Linked DNA regions of Sus scrofa: region 1 is linked to region 2. The links are chromatin contacts, called in public HiChIP or PLAC-seq maps. All regions are on one chromosome and are shown on one strand. The core of a region is the stretch at or near the end of the contact, and the rest is flanking DNA. Distances in the headings are between cores, read along the strand shown. Region 1 overlaps GALNT1 (polypeptide N-acetylgalactosaminyltransferase 1). Region 2 overlaps GALNT1 (polypeptide N-acetylgalactosaminyltransferase 1).

Region 1 (6,176 bases), core at 1,157-3,656, 150 kb before region 2:
GACATGGAGCTCCTGGAGCTCCTGTGACCAGCTCTGTCCCACAGGACCCTAGTCATGGAGATCAGGGCAGGAGTATTAAGGGGCTCTTTAAATAGTAAATGTTGGAATCCAAAGGGCCTCCTATATAGTGGACAGGGAAAGACAAATGGAAGTGAGATGGGTCTTGTCCATTGGAACCGGTAAGACCAGACTGATTCAATACTGGAATAACCACTGCTATGAAGACTGCGAGAGAGAAAAAGGCCTCTATACCCCACTCTACCAAACACCAATCATTTCCATGTCTGCTACTGTACTTCCTACAACATCTGGGCTAAAAAGATTATCTGAAAAACATGTGGAGAAGAACTCCTACCTGATCATCATGATTTTAATGAACCAAGTCTTAGAATCAGAAGGATGTAACTTGATTCTGAGTGAAAGGGTGAGGCTAGTGCCAACTCCAGAGAAAAGCAACATTTTGCCATTTTGCGTCTGTTTAGCACAATACCAGGTTCTTTACATTATTTCATTTAATCCTCACAACAACCCTATGCTATTACACATATTTTAGACATGAAACACTAAGGCTCAGAGTATTAAATGAACTGATCAAGATGACACAGCTTATTAAGGGGTAAATCCAAGATTCAAACCCAGGTCTGCCTGACTTCAAAGTCCATCTTTTCATCCATAGCAAGAAATCCTAGAAGGGAACTACCAAGAGAGCAATTCAGGAACGTGGAATCATCTGACCTGGCATAAATTTAAATTGCTTTATGTTCAGACTTCATAGAATCGCCTGTGATGAGGTATGAGATATATTCTAGTACCTTAGACCAGTCAAGTTTGGCTGTGTCACAATGTGTCTCCCAATAAGTTTTCCCATAAATATTAGACAGTTTAAAGTGCTTCTTAAGAATCAAAAGCAAACTAATTCCTGAATCCCATACCTTTGAAAGTTACAATATTCTGTCTTGCTATAACTAAAATGAAAAATGCATGATCCTCTGGTTTGGGGGCTCAAAAAAGTTGCTATTCCATAAATTTTCTTGGCCATCTTTGCCATCTTTGTGGCCTTCATGCAAAAAGGCTAAGAAATAGGTGTCTTCCAGAGTTCCTGTCATGAAGCAGGGGAAACGAATCCGACTAGGAACCATGAAGTTTCTGGTTCAATCCCTGGCCTTGCTCAGTGGGTAAAGCATCTGGCATGCTGTGGTGTAGGTTGCAGACACGGCTTGGATCCTTCATTGCTGTGGCTGTGGTGGAGACCGGCAGCTGTTGCTCTGATTAGACCCCTAACTTGGGAACCTCCATATGCCACAGGTGCAACCCTAAAAAGCAAAAAAAAAAAAAAAAATATATATATATATATCTATATATATATATATCTATATATATGTATGTATATATATATGTATGTATGTATATATATATATGTATGTATATATATAGGTGTCTTCCTAATAGTTGATAGACAATTATGGACTTGGGGCTGGGTGGGGATTAGGAACTATTTACTCAAACATCACTTTACAAAAAGGAGGCCATGGGGGGTTAAGTGATGATGGTGAAAAGGTACTATGTCACCGAAAACTACGGGGGAATCTTACTTATTGGACTATCTTTACAGCTATTAGTCTATAAATGCATCCCTCCATCAGGGAGTGTGAGACTGTCAGAGACTGAATGTCATGGAAAATTTCACTGCTCTCAGCAACATCTGAGAAATGTTAGCCAGAACTCTAAAGAGCAGTAAAAAGAGCAAGGAGTTTACAGTATAATAAACCTGACTCTGAATCTGTACTTAAATAAGAACCTCTGTTTACTTTGTGTAAAATGAGAAAAACAACAGTCATCTCTATTCTATGATTTTCTAATAAATTAAGAACATTACATCAATTTTAGGTCTTAAGATAAACTTCTGAGATGACGGTAACTTCTGACATGAACTAGAGATTCATCCAGACTCCACCTTTATTACAGACCCTGTAGCAATAAAGTTATAACAGAATGAAGTACACAGCACTTAAGAGGTCAAGCCGTAGGTTAATGCTAAGCCTCATTTTGCTCAATCAATAAAACAGAGATAATTATAGCACCTACTTCATATTTAATAAATGGAGCTCAGCAGGTTAACTGTGAAATCGAGTACCCTGAGGCCATGAGCAGACTACACAGGCTATACAACCTAGTTAGGAAGTTTACACAGATAAGGAATAAAAACAAGGATTAACTGACTGGTAGATGATTCTTTCATTCGTTCATTGAATATATCCTGGACTGTTTACTATATAATAGACGCTGTGGCACTGAGAAGATAATGGTGAGCAAAGAGTCCTGATGGCATCTGTAGGGTCTGCCTAGGGGCCAGCATGGGGCAGACAGTCATTACACAGACAAGTAAATAGGTGACTCTCTGGTGAGAGCTGCAGGAAAGTACGCAGCGCTCTGAGATGTGTTCAGAGAAATGTGACCTGGTCTTGGGAGGTCAAGGAAGGCCTCGCTAAATATAACTGATTCTGAGGAAACATCTGAGCTCAACTGTGGGGAGGGGTGGGCAGGGAATGACTCAAGAAGTGACTGGAGATGGAGGCAAAGGCCAGGTCATGTAGGCTTTAGAGGAAAGGGTTTTTTTTTTTTTAACTGAGGTATAGTTGATTTGCAATGTTTCAGGTATACAGTAAAACGATTCAGTTATATGTTCTTTTTCAGATTATTTTCCACGATAGGTTATCACATGATACTAAATACAGTTCCCTTTGCTATACAGTAGATCCTTGTTGTTTAGAGGAAAGATTTTTTTTTTTTTTTTTTTTTTTTTTTTTGCTATTTCTTTGGGTCGCTCCCACGGCATATGGAGGTTCCCAGGCTAGGGGTCGAATTGGAGCTGTAGCCCCTGGCCTACGCCAGAGCCACAGCAATGTAGGATCTGAGCCGCGTCTGCGGACCTACACCACAGCTCACAGCAATGCCGGATCGTTAACCCACTGAGCAAGGGCAGGGACCGAACCCGCAACCTCATGCTTCCTAGTCGGATTCGTTAACCACTGCGCCACGACGGAAACTCCCCTAGAGGAAAGATTTTGATCAGAGAAGTGACATGATCAGATCTCCATGTTTAAAAGCTCGCTGTGCACATAGCATGAACAGATTGGGGGGTGGAGGGGAGAGTGTGTGTAGGGAGACTAGTTGGTCTGTTTCACCAGTCCAGGTGAGAAATGATGGTGCCTTGAATGTGCCTCATGCATAGGAAAGAGCAGACTCTGAAAGTTATATTAGATAATTCTCAATCTGGGAGTTCCTGTTGTGGCTCAGCAGGTTAAAGACCCCAACATTATCTCTGTGAGGATGTGAGTTTGATTCCTGGCCTTGCTCAGTGGGTTAAGGATCCAGTGTTGCTGTAAGCTATGGTGTAGGCACGTAGCTGCAGCTCTGATTTGACCCCTAGCCTGGGAACTTCCATATGCCATAGGAGCAATTGTAAAAAGAAAAAAAATTCTCAATCTAGATAGCAAGACTGCAGTTATAACCACAAAAACACAATGTCCAGTGGTTCCCAATATCAGAAATGGCAACCTGCATGCATCAGAAATGGTAATCTGCATGCCTGAGGCTTTCTAGGCAGGAAGATAAAAAGTAGAATCAGGTCCCTGATTGGGGCTGTGGGGAGACACTCAGGGACCTGCTTAATGACAAAGAGCCCCAAGCAGAGCAGTGATGCAGAATCTTCCCACACGTTTCCTCCTACAGGTTTACCTAGGTTGGGGTGATTCAGAAGGGCCTACAAGAGGAAGGAAAATGACAACTAGGATATGGGACTTCCTTTAACACCTCAGGTTGTGGACCCATGTTTCTGATTAGGCTACATCCTACAAAAACTTACTATTTCACACAGCCTTCTTAGGCGTTCAAAAAAATAATGGAGAAAACAAAGGGGGAATGAAAAAATAAATCATTTCATTTGAGGAAAAAGATCTCCCCTTGGGGCATATTTAATTTAACAAATATCAACATATATGTAAATCAAATATATGTCTCTTTCAGGACAGATATTTGTATTTGTATATACCACTGCTTACATTAACTTTGGTTAATTTTAAAGAGGCAGTAATTAACTCCTAGCAAATAGTTATCCACATGAGGTTTATACTTCTATTGTCAATAGTAATTATTTTAGGTGGTATTCTTATTTGTAGCAGTTCTCATATTCATTTTGACATTAATTACATTATATATTATACCATTATTAAATGTTTTGTTTAATTATAAACCATCTCCTTGATTAGATTAAGGAGGTAAGCGACAAGGCACCTGAGACAGTAGAGCTGTAACTTACTCTTCCTTTATCCTGCTATAACCTGGCAAAGTAAGAATTAAATTATTATTAATGTGCAAATCGCTCCCAAATAATTAAGATATGAAGTGACTGGAGCTCCCTTTGCGGTGCAGTGGAAACGAATCTGACTAGGAACCATGAGGTTGAGGGTTCGATTCCTGGCCTCACTCAGTGGGTTAAGGATCTGGCATTGCTGTGAGCTGTGGCGTAGGTTGCAGACGTGGCTCAGATCCTGCATTGCTATGGCTGTGGTGTAGGCTGGCAGCTGCAGCTCCGATTTGAGCCCTAGTCTGAGAACCTCCATATGCCGCGGATGTGGCTCTAAAAAGCAAAAAAAAAAAGGGGGAAGTTATTAAATTTAATCATGGTTAAGTGTACATATTTAGTGTGGGCACAGGAAGAAGAAGGTATAATATTCAACTAAACTATCTTAGGGGCAATGAGAAGTTGGCGAAAAAGTTTAAGATGATAAAAAAAGGATGAAATAGGTCATGAAATTTAAGGCTGCTTAAGGAAGGAAGAGCCATTTTCTGTAGCTCCCTCCAAATTTTTCTCACGTGAGTACAGGAATTCAGGGGAAAACACATGACACCAATGATCCTAAATAGCTACTGTGTGGGGAAAAAAGCCCTGAAAAATTCTTAGACTCTTTGCAGAACACCTGGGCAAGAGTTACTATAGACCGCTCACTGAGATCAGTCATATTACACAGTATTTTTTCATAAATTCCTTCTTCATCCTTTTATGCTCCTCAGTGTAGATCGTTCCTGAACTTAAACATAGAGAAAATGGGAAAATCTAAGAAGAATTTGGAGAACTAAAGCTCACTCACCTCATGCTCTTATTTTGCTGTCAGAGATGCTCCCCATTGTACATGGAACTAAATTTCTCTATTTATAGCCCTAAGTAGGATCCAATCTTTCTCCACTGACTCAGGGCTGCAGCTGCCCACAAAGAAAATCCTGACAAAATTATGTGGGGTTTTTTTTCCCACTGTTCCACATTAAAAATTTTTTGGCTGCACCCACGACATGCAAAAGTTCCTGGGCCAGAGTTTGAACTCACGCCACAGCAGAGACCTGAGCTGCTGCAGTGACAACACCAGATCCTTAACCCACTGCGCCACAAGGAAACTTCCATCTGCATAAATTTTCATAGAATTATTTCTTTTTAAAATGAGATTAAGATAGACACAAACTAAATGCTAATGAAAGTAATATTTTAGGTTTCACAAGGGTGTAATTATTTTGCATATGGGAATGAGTCCAAATGTCATAAATAACTTTTAGGATAAATCAGAAGTCTGCATAACATTACTAGGTTAAAAATGATAGCAACTACTTTTTAACCACTAATGACAAAAGGTGTAGCATATTATTGGTATTAAAATGTAAAATTTACCTCTTTCACTGGCATCATCTACTAGAACAATTTCTTCTAGCATGTGTCTTGGTGAGCGATTAATGACACTATGGACAGTTCGCAGAAGCGTACTCCAAGCCTCATTGTGGAAAACAATCACCACACTTGTTGTAGGAAGATTATCTGGATACACCTTTGTTTTACACCTAGAGACAAAGCAAATGCCTTTATAAAGCTGTTAAGATAGCATAATCAAGTAATCAGAATCAAAGGTGGTGTGACTCTTGGTAACTAGTCCTTTATTGAAGTTTTTGGTTAATGTGGCATGTTTAATAAAACAGCACCTATTTAAAGTTACATGTTTAGATTAAAATTATTTTAAGGGGTGAGAGGACAAGATGGCGGAGGAGTAGGGGGACACGCTCGCCCTCTCCCACAAACACAACAAAAAAAAGCACATCTACAGAATAAATGACTCGCACAGAACAGCAACCAA
Region 2 (6,369 bases), core at 660-3,159:
CCGAATTCTCTGCTCCATTCCCTGCTACCTCTGCCTGGAAAACAACTGCCAAAGAAGGGGCCCGCATTAATTTTACTTGATCTTATCTCCATCTTTCTCATACATCCTAAAAGGGGATCTTGGTCTAGTGGTTGCTTTTATAGGTATAGCCTTTTAGTATGTACAGCACTGCTGATGTGGCCCCTGTTGTTATTGATGTCAGGAAATGTCTCATTCCCCATCTTCTTATTCACTCAAATTAAGAATCTTCTGTGTGACATGTTTTTCAAGTTGAAGGTTCAAAGCTGGGACCCAACTCTACATTCTTGGGTCCTGTTAAACTAGCTCAAGTCGAACCCTCATCTGTGTGTGCTCAGCCTTCTTTTCTGGGCCTGAGCAAGGACCTGGTTTTTTTCTTGGGTATCTTGTCCTGCTCCCAGTTCTTGGCCTGCCTAACACATATTCCAGCTGCAGCAGGCAAAGGAGGAGGGGACAGGACCCTGAAAGCAGTTAGTTCACAGTTCCTTGGCTAGGTCAGTTTCCACCTGACAATGCCAGGATGTCACGCCTATAACAGCATCTAATGAGCCTTGGTGCCTTAGCTTCTCCCTACCACTTGTATTCTAAATTTTAGAGTGTTCAGACCATGATTTACAGCTTGGTTACCAGCTGTGTCACCTGATTATGTGGTAACCTTGGTACCTGCTTCTTGAAGGTAGCTTTGAATCTTGATGGGGCCTCGGAGAATAGTAACTGGAATACGGCAGTTACTCTTTACAGAGTGTGCTCTGAGAACTACTTTAGGCCCTTTTATGGGCATTAGCCCTTTTGTTTCCCCCAATAACTTTGAAAAATAGACCACTGAGATTTGAAGAGGGTAAGGAACCTGCCCAAGCCCACAGAGTGCAGCTAATTCATTAAGAGAATTGAGAATAACACTCAATTCTGCCTGCCTTCAGAGGACATAGGACAGAGGACATCTCCTTTGCACCAGATTTGGGACCTTCTGCTCAATAAGGGCTTGGAAAGGATGCTGAGTTCTGGGTGTTCTTGTGGCTATTTTCACAAGCTCTCACCGACCCTTGTGGGCTGGACAATTTCCTCAGGGTAAGTTTCTAATTTGCTCTGGCCTTCCCTCTGGGGCACGAGTGGTCCCACTTGAACCACTTCCCTGCTCAGTATTCACAATTCAGCTCTTGTCAACGCCTCTGCATAAGTACAAAGTTAACTTATCCACACGTCACTAAGTAAGCCAGGTATGCTCCATGGAGAAAACTGTACTGATGTATTTGGAATTAGCTCAGTTGATGACACTGTATCTAAAATTATTCCAAATACAACAACATAGTTGGTATAAAAGAGATATGGCTGCTTAAAAACATTTAAAGATGCTGGAGAGTCTGGAGATGGAGTTTTGTGCAAACTGGCAGCAGCAAGTGGGGAAGGACAAGATGTAGAATGAAGATTTCCTATGAAAGAAACGTAGTGTAGAAATGACTTTGCTGACAAGTCTTGGTAGCCGCAGGTTGCCATGGTAACACAGGAAAGCCAATCTGAATTAGGAGGAAGTTTCTATAGGTTGGACTTTACCAGAGGGAGAGGAGAGCTTTTGTGGGAAGGGGGAGGGGAGAGAAGGAGAAAGGGAAGTGTTAGGCTGAGCAGAGAGGGAGTCTGGAGGGAGGGATGTGGCTCAAGAGGAAAGGGAGGGATGAGCTGGGAACCACATCTTGGTAGGAGGCCATCTCTCTAGTGTTTTATTTTTTAAAAAGTTCTGTAACTAAGACCAGAAAAGGCTGGGGCTGGCCTGGCAGGTGAATTGGTTCCCTGTATCTCAGATCCAGTAACTCCCTCACTTGGCCAGCAATGACACCAGCTGGGATAGGAGCGCCACGGAGCCTTGCAGATTCTCCCTAAGTCACCGCAGCCTGGAGCTGCCCTGGTGTCACCTAACCGCTGGCTGACACTTCTGGAAGGCTCCCATTCAGAAGCCGCCTGGAGGAAACAGGTCAGTCTCTCTTATTTGTTTGGAGCTTTAGAAAAGATAAACCAAACAAGAAGTAAAGTGCTGTGTAAGAAGCACTCCAATCTTCTAAGAGCAAAAAAAGCAGAAGGCTAGTTACCACCCAAATAGGAGTGGGGCTGCAGGGACCAGAGGTTCTCGAGCAGGAGAAAAAGAAAGGAGACCAAAGGGTCTCCCAACAGTGTTGTTAACAGGCTGGGTCTAAAGTGGCACAAGCTTTGCAAAAGATAAAAACGAAATCGCTGAGATCAAGCTCCAGATCTGCTACTCACTAGCTACATGACCTTGGACCACATTTAACTTCTTAGTGCTTCCCTCTTCTCATCAGGGAAAAAAGGAATAATAGCAGTTCCTATCTCACAGGGTTACTGAGAGAATTGAAAAGAATATCGGGTTTAAAATTGCTAGCACTTAAACAATAAGCACTCGATACCCAGTAATCCATGATTGGGCATATTGTTACTATAATCCATCTGAGGAGCCACAGTCAGGCCCTTGGCCATCAGGCAGGTCCTCTTGACAGCACTGCCTTTCATTCTCGGCCCACAGTCTGAGGTACTGAGCATGCAGTACCCAAGACCCAAATGCACAGTTTCACTACATCCAGAGTTGGATGATTATACCATTAAGGACTATTAATTTTTACTTGTTTTCTTAAGAAAAGTTCAATTTGGTTACAAAAATATAAACCTAAAGACTTGGAAAATTGTCTATAAATTCCCACAAATGGAAGAGGTAAAATAATAACACAGTCAATTTGTTCAGGAAAATGAGCCCTAGACCAGGAGCCCTCTAACTACTTTTCTTGCTGAATTTGAGCCAGGAAATGGTCAGACGTGTGCTGACACTTCAGAACTAGATCCCCTTGAGGACCATATCAGGTTCATTTATTTCCTTAGTCCCCAGCACGCACCACCAGGCACACAGTGGGTAGTCCGTAAACATCCATAAATGGGAGGAGTAATCAAGTGTGGGAGCTCACCCTCCTAGACTGCATCTCCCTTCCTGCCACTCCACCAGCTGAATCCAGCATTGTTGGCCAAGTTAGTGCACAGCTCAGTTGTCCTGTGAGAAAAGAGAACTTCATGATAGACACTCCACAGTTAAAGTAGGTAGGATATCACCCAGGTTTTAAGCATAAAACAGCTTTCCCAAGTACTCCCAGATCTCCATCTTCTCTGAAGGCTAGCTAGGCCTGGCTTCCTTCAAACTCCAACTCTCAGTATTTTTTTTTTTTTTTTTTTTTATGGCCGCACCTGCATCATGCAGAAGTTCCTGGCCAGGGATTAAACCCACATCCCAACAGTGACCCAAACTGGTGCAGAGACAATGCCAGATCCTCAACCTACTGTCCCACAAGGTTCGCCTCCCCAGCATTCTTTTTTTTTTCTTTTTCTTTTTTTCTTTTTAGGGCCCCACCTACAGCATATGGAAGTTTCCTGGTCAGAGGTCAAATCAGAGCTGCAGCTGCCAGTCTATGCTACATCCACAGCCACACAGGATCCAAGCTGCATCTGCAACCTATGCCATAGCTTGCAGCAATGCTGGATCCTTAACCCACTGAGCAACCCCAGGGATGGAACATACATGCTCACAGAGACAACCCACTGACCCACAATGGAAATTCCCTCAGCATTCTTTACTGGAGTTATTCTCAACAACAAATATTTATTGAGGACTTGCTATCATGTGAAAGACTGGATTCTAAGGATTCAGGTAAGGTGGGTCATAGCTCAGAACCTCGTAAGCTCAGAGTTTAGAATCTTATATTCATTAGCTTTGGCTGCATAACAAGCCATCCCTAAATGTACTGGCATATAAAAACAAACATTTATTTTTTGTTCATAATTCCTTGGATTGGCTGGGATGGCTTTTCTGTCCAGGACAGCTTAACTGGGGCTGGGGGATTTAGGATGGCCATGTTCACACATTCGGCAGGCTGGTTAGTCTGGACAGCTTGTCTTCAGTTGGTCAGCTGAGATGATCCATTTCTGCTCCTTGCATTTTCTCATTCTTCACTGGCTAGCCCAGGCTCCTTACATGGTGGTCTGAGGACTTTCTAATCTTCCATTTGCCAAAATAAGTCATATTTAGATTCAAACTCAGACTCAAAAGAGTGAAGAGATAGACTGTCCCTCTTTTTTTTTTTTTCTTTTTAGGCCCACACCCACAGCACATAGTGGTTCCCAGGCTAGGGGTCTAATCAGAGCAGTAGCTGCCGGTCTATACCACAGACACAGCAATGAAGGATCCAAACTACATCTGCAACCTACACTGCAGCCTATGGCAACGCTGGATCCTTAACCCAATGAGCAAGGCCAGGGATTGAACCCACGTCCTCATGGATACTAGTCGGGTTTGTTAACCATTGAGCCACAATGGGAACTCCAGACTCTGCCTCTTGAAGGTAGAAGTGGCCAAGGCAAGTCACAATGCAAAGGGACATGCATGTAGGCAGGGGAGAAATTATTGCGGTGGTTTTGCAAACTCTCTACTACAGGTATTATTAGGTAACAAGATACCTAAAAACACAATTAAGAATATAAAAAATCACAGGATACCTGCCAGGAAAACTGCACAGAGGAACTCAGACCTGAGCTGAGAAGAAGGTATGGAGCTGAGATTGGATGGAGAATATTCCAGCTGGAGGGAGCAGCACAGATGTGGAAATGCACTTGACATGTTCAGGGGGTTGGGGAATGCATGGCTGTGGCCACAGCAGAGAGCTCACTTAGAGGAGAACTAAGGACACCACAGTAGTGAAGACAGGGTCTCAAAGCTGGCCAGAGTCTTAATGGAAGGCATTTGGGCTTAATTCTCTAGGCAGGAGGGAACAGTGCAGGGTTTTGACCCAGGGCCAAATGATACTTTGCTCTGGAAATAGTGTGCCATCATGCACAGATGCACATCATGCCACACAATCAAGCACACAAGGGACTTTTTAGTGGTGAGTGGAAGGTGGGTGGGTTTATTGTTGGGTTTTCTTTGTTGCTGTTATTGTTTTTCACTCTATGTGTATCTTGGTTACCCCATCATCAAAATGAAAATAATACTATACTTACTTTCTAGAGTTGTTTCAAGGATTGAATTCATGAATGTATGCAAAATGCTCAGCACAGCACTTGGCTTTTGGTAACACAGAGTAGAAAGATTTTAGAAAGGCAGTCCCAATAAGCAGGAGAAAAGCTTGTGTGTGTTGGGACTACTCTCCTCAGAAGGTCCCAGAGACCTTCCATGCACACAGGGGGAGACCCAGCCCAACTGCCTCCCTGGAGAAGCTTTCAGCTCTCTTCTGGGTGGAGGGACAGGTCAGGGGATGGGGGTGGAGGTGGGGAACTCGGGGAGCATAAATGACTCAGAACATAATTTCACAGAACCAGCATCAAAGAAGTCCACTCTGAGATCGTGACAAAGTGAGACAGAACTTTCGCCAAGCACAGACAAACCCAAGTCACTGTTCCACCCACAAAATTCCAAACACCCCCCTCTCTTGGCTGACTCGAGTGTCTGCTGCATCTTTACCAAGTACAGTTTTACCCCTGCTCTAGTCACCTGTTTCCAGAGATAAAGTATTTGTTGAGAAAATCACAGAATTGTCTCGTGTCTGTCCTCACTTTTTTGTGCCATCCATTGCTCTCTTGGATCCTCCCCAGTTACCCCCAAAGCCCATAAATATAAAATATAAACAATCAATGATAGTTTCTCTCTAACACCCTCTTACAGAGCTGCTCCATTGTTCCCCATGGTGTATGTTCTCCTTCAATGTTATGAGTAATAAACCCACCAGACCAACTACAGGTGTGTTCCTGGGGACCTTTGGCTAAAGGTCATTGACATCCTGTTCATCATTGTAAGCACTTTCAATCCTAACGGCACTTTTTTTGGATAAACTGGGTGTGTTAGTTATGGTTCTCCAGAGAAAGAGAACTCGTAGGAGATAGATTAGATAGATAGATAGATAGATAGATAGATAGATAGATAGATAGATAGATAGACAGACAGATAGATGATAGATAAAACAAAAACATTTATTTCAGATAGATAGACAGACATATAGGAATTTATTATAAGGAATTAGCTCATGAGATCATGAAGACTGACAAGTCCCAGTGTCTGCAGTCAGCTGATGATGTAAGCTTCAGTCTGAAAACCAGCAGGCTCGATATCCAAAAAAAACCAAAGTTTCGGTTTGAGTCCAAAGGCAGGAGAGGGCTGTCCCAGATGGAGGCAATCAGGAGGGAGGGTCGGCCTTTTTGTTCTATTCAGGCCTTCAACAGGTTGGATGATGCCCACCTGCACTGGGGAAAATCTTCTGCTTTACTCAGCCTGCTGATTCAAAGGTGAATCTCATCCAAAGACATGTCTACAGA

The links. HiChIP or PLAC-seq counts read pairs in DNA pulled down with a chosen protein or histone mark.
Region 1: an H3K27ac HiChIP or PLAC-seq map of skeletal muscle shows a contact between it and region 2, with 4 times the contacts expected there. The contact joins two enhancer-like sites. A contact is called at or near these places in 2 of 47 Hi-C or Micro-C datasets (both in skeletal muscle) and 2 of 2 datasets of contacts at active chromatin or transcription factors (alveolar macrophages and skeletal muscle).

The regions. Positions count from the first base shown.
Region 1 is chr6:119,456,766-119,462,941 of Sscrofa11.1, reverse strand. GALNT1 (polypeptide N-acetylgalactosaminyltransferase 1) reads right to left here. Exons shown (of 14, transcript XM_021096269.1): 6 at 5,720-5,886. Among named protein-coding and RNA genes, the nearest start is that of GALNT1, 160 kb to the right of the region's middle. Within about 2 kb of position 2,406, at least 2 of the 83 cell types and tissues checked have an H3K27ac peak or open chromatin away from gene starts, as enhancers often do. A contact at or near this core is called in skeletal muscle, where this site is marked.
Region 2 is chr6:119,307,116-119,313,484 of Sscrofa11.1, reverse strand. It overlaps GALNT1 (polypeptide N-acetylgalactosaminyltransferase 1), which reads right to left. Exons shown (of 14, transcript XM_021096269.1): 2 at 2,982-3,064. Among named protein-coding and RNA genes, the nearest start is that of GALNT1, 14 kb to the right of the region's middle. Within about 2 kb of position 1,909, at least 4 of the 83 cell types and tissues checked have an H3K27ac peak or open chromatin away from gene starts, as enhancers often do. A contact at or near this core is called in skeletal muscle, where this site is marked.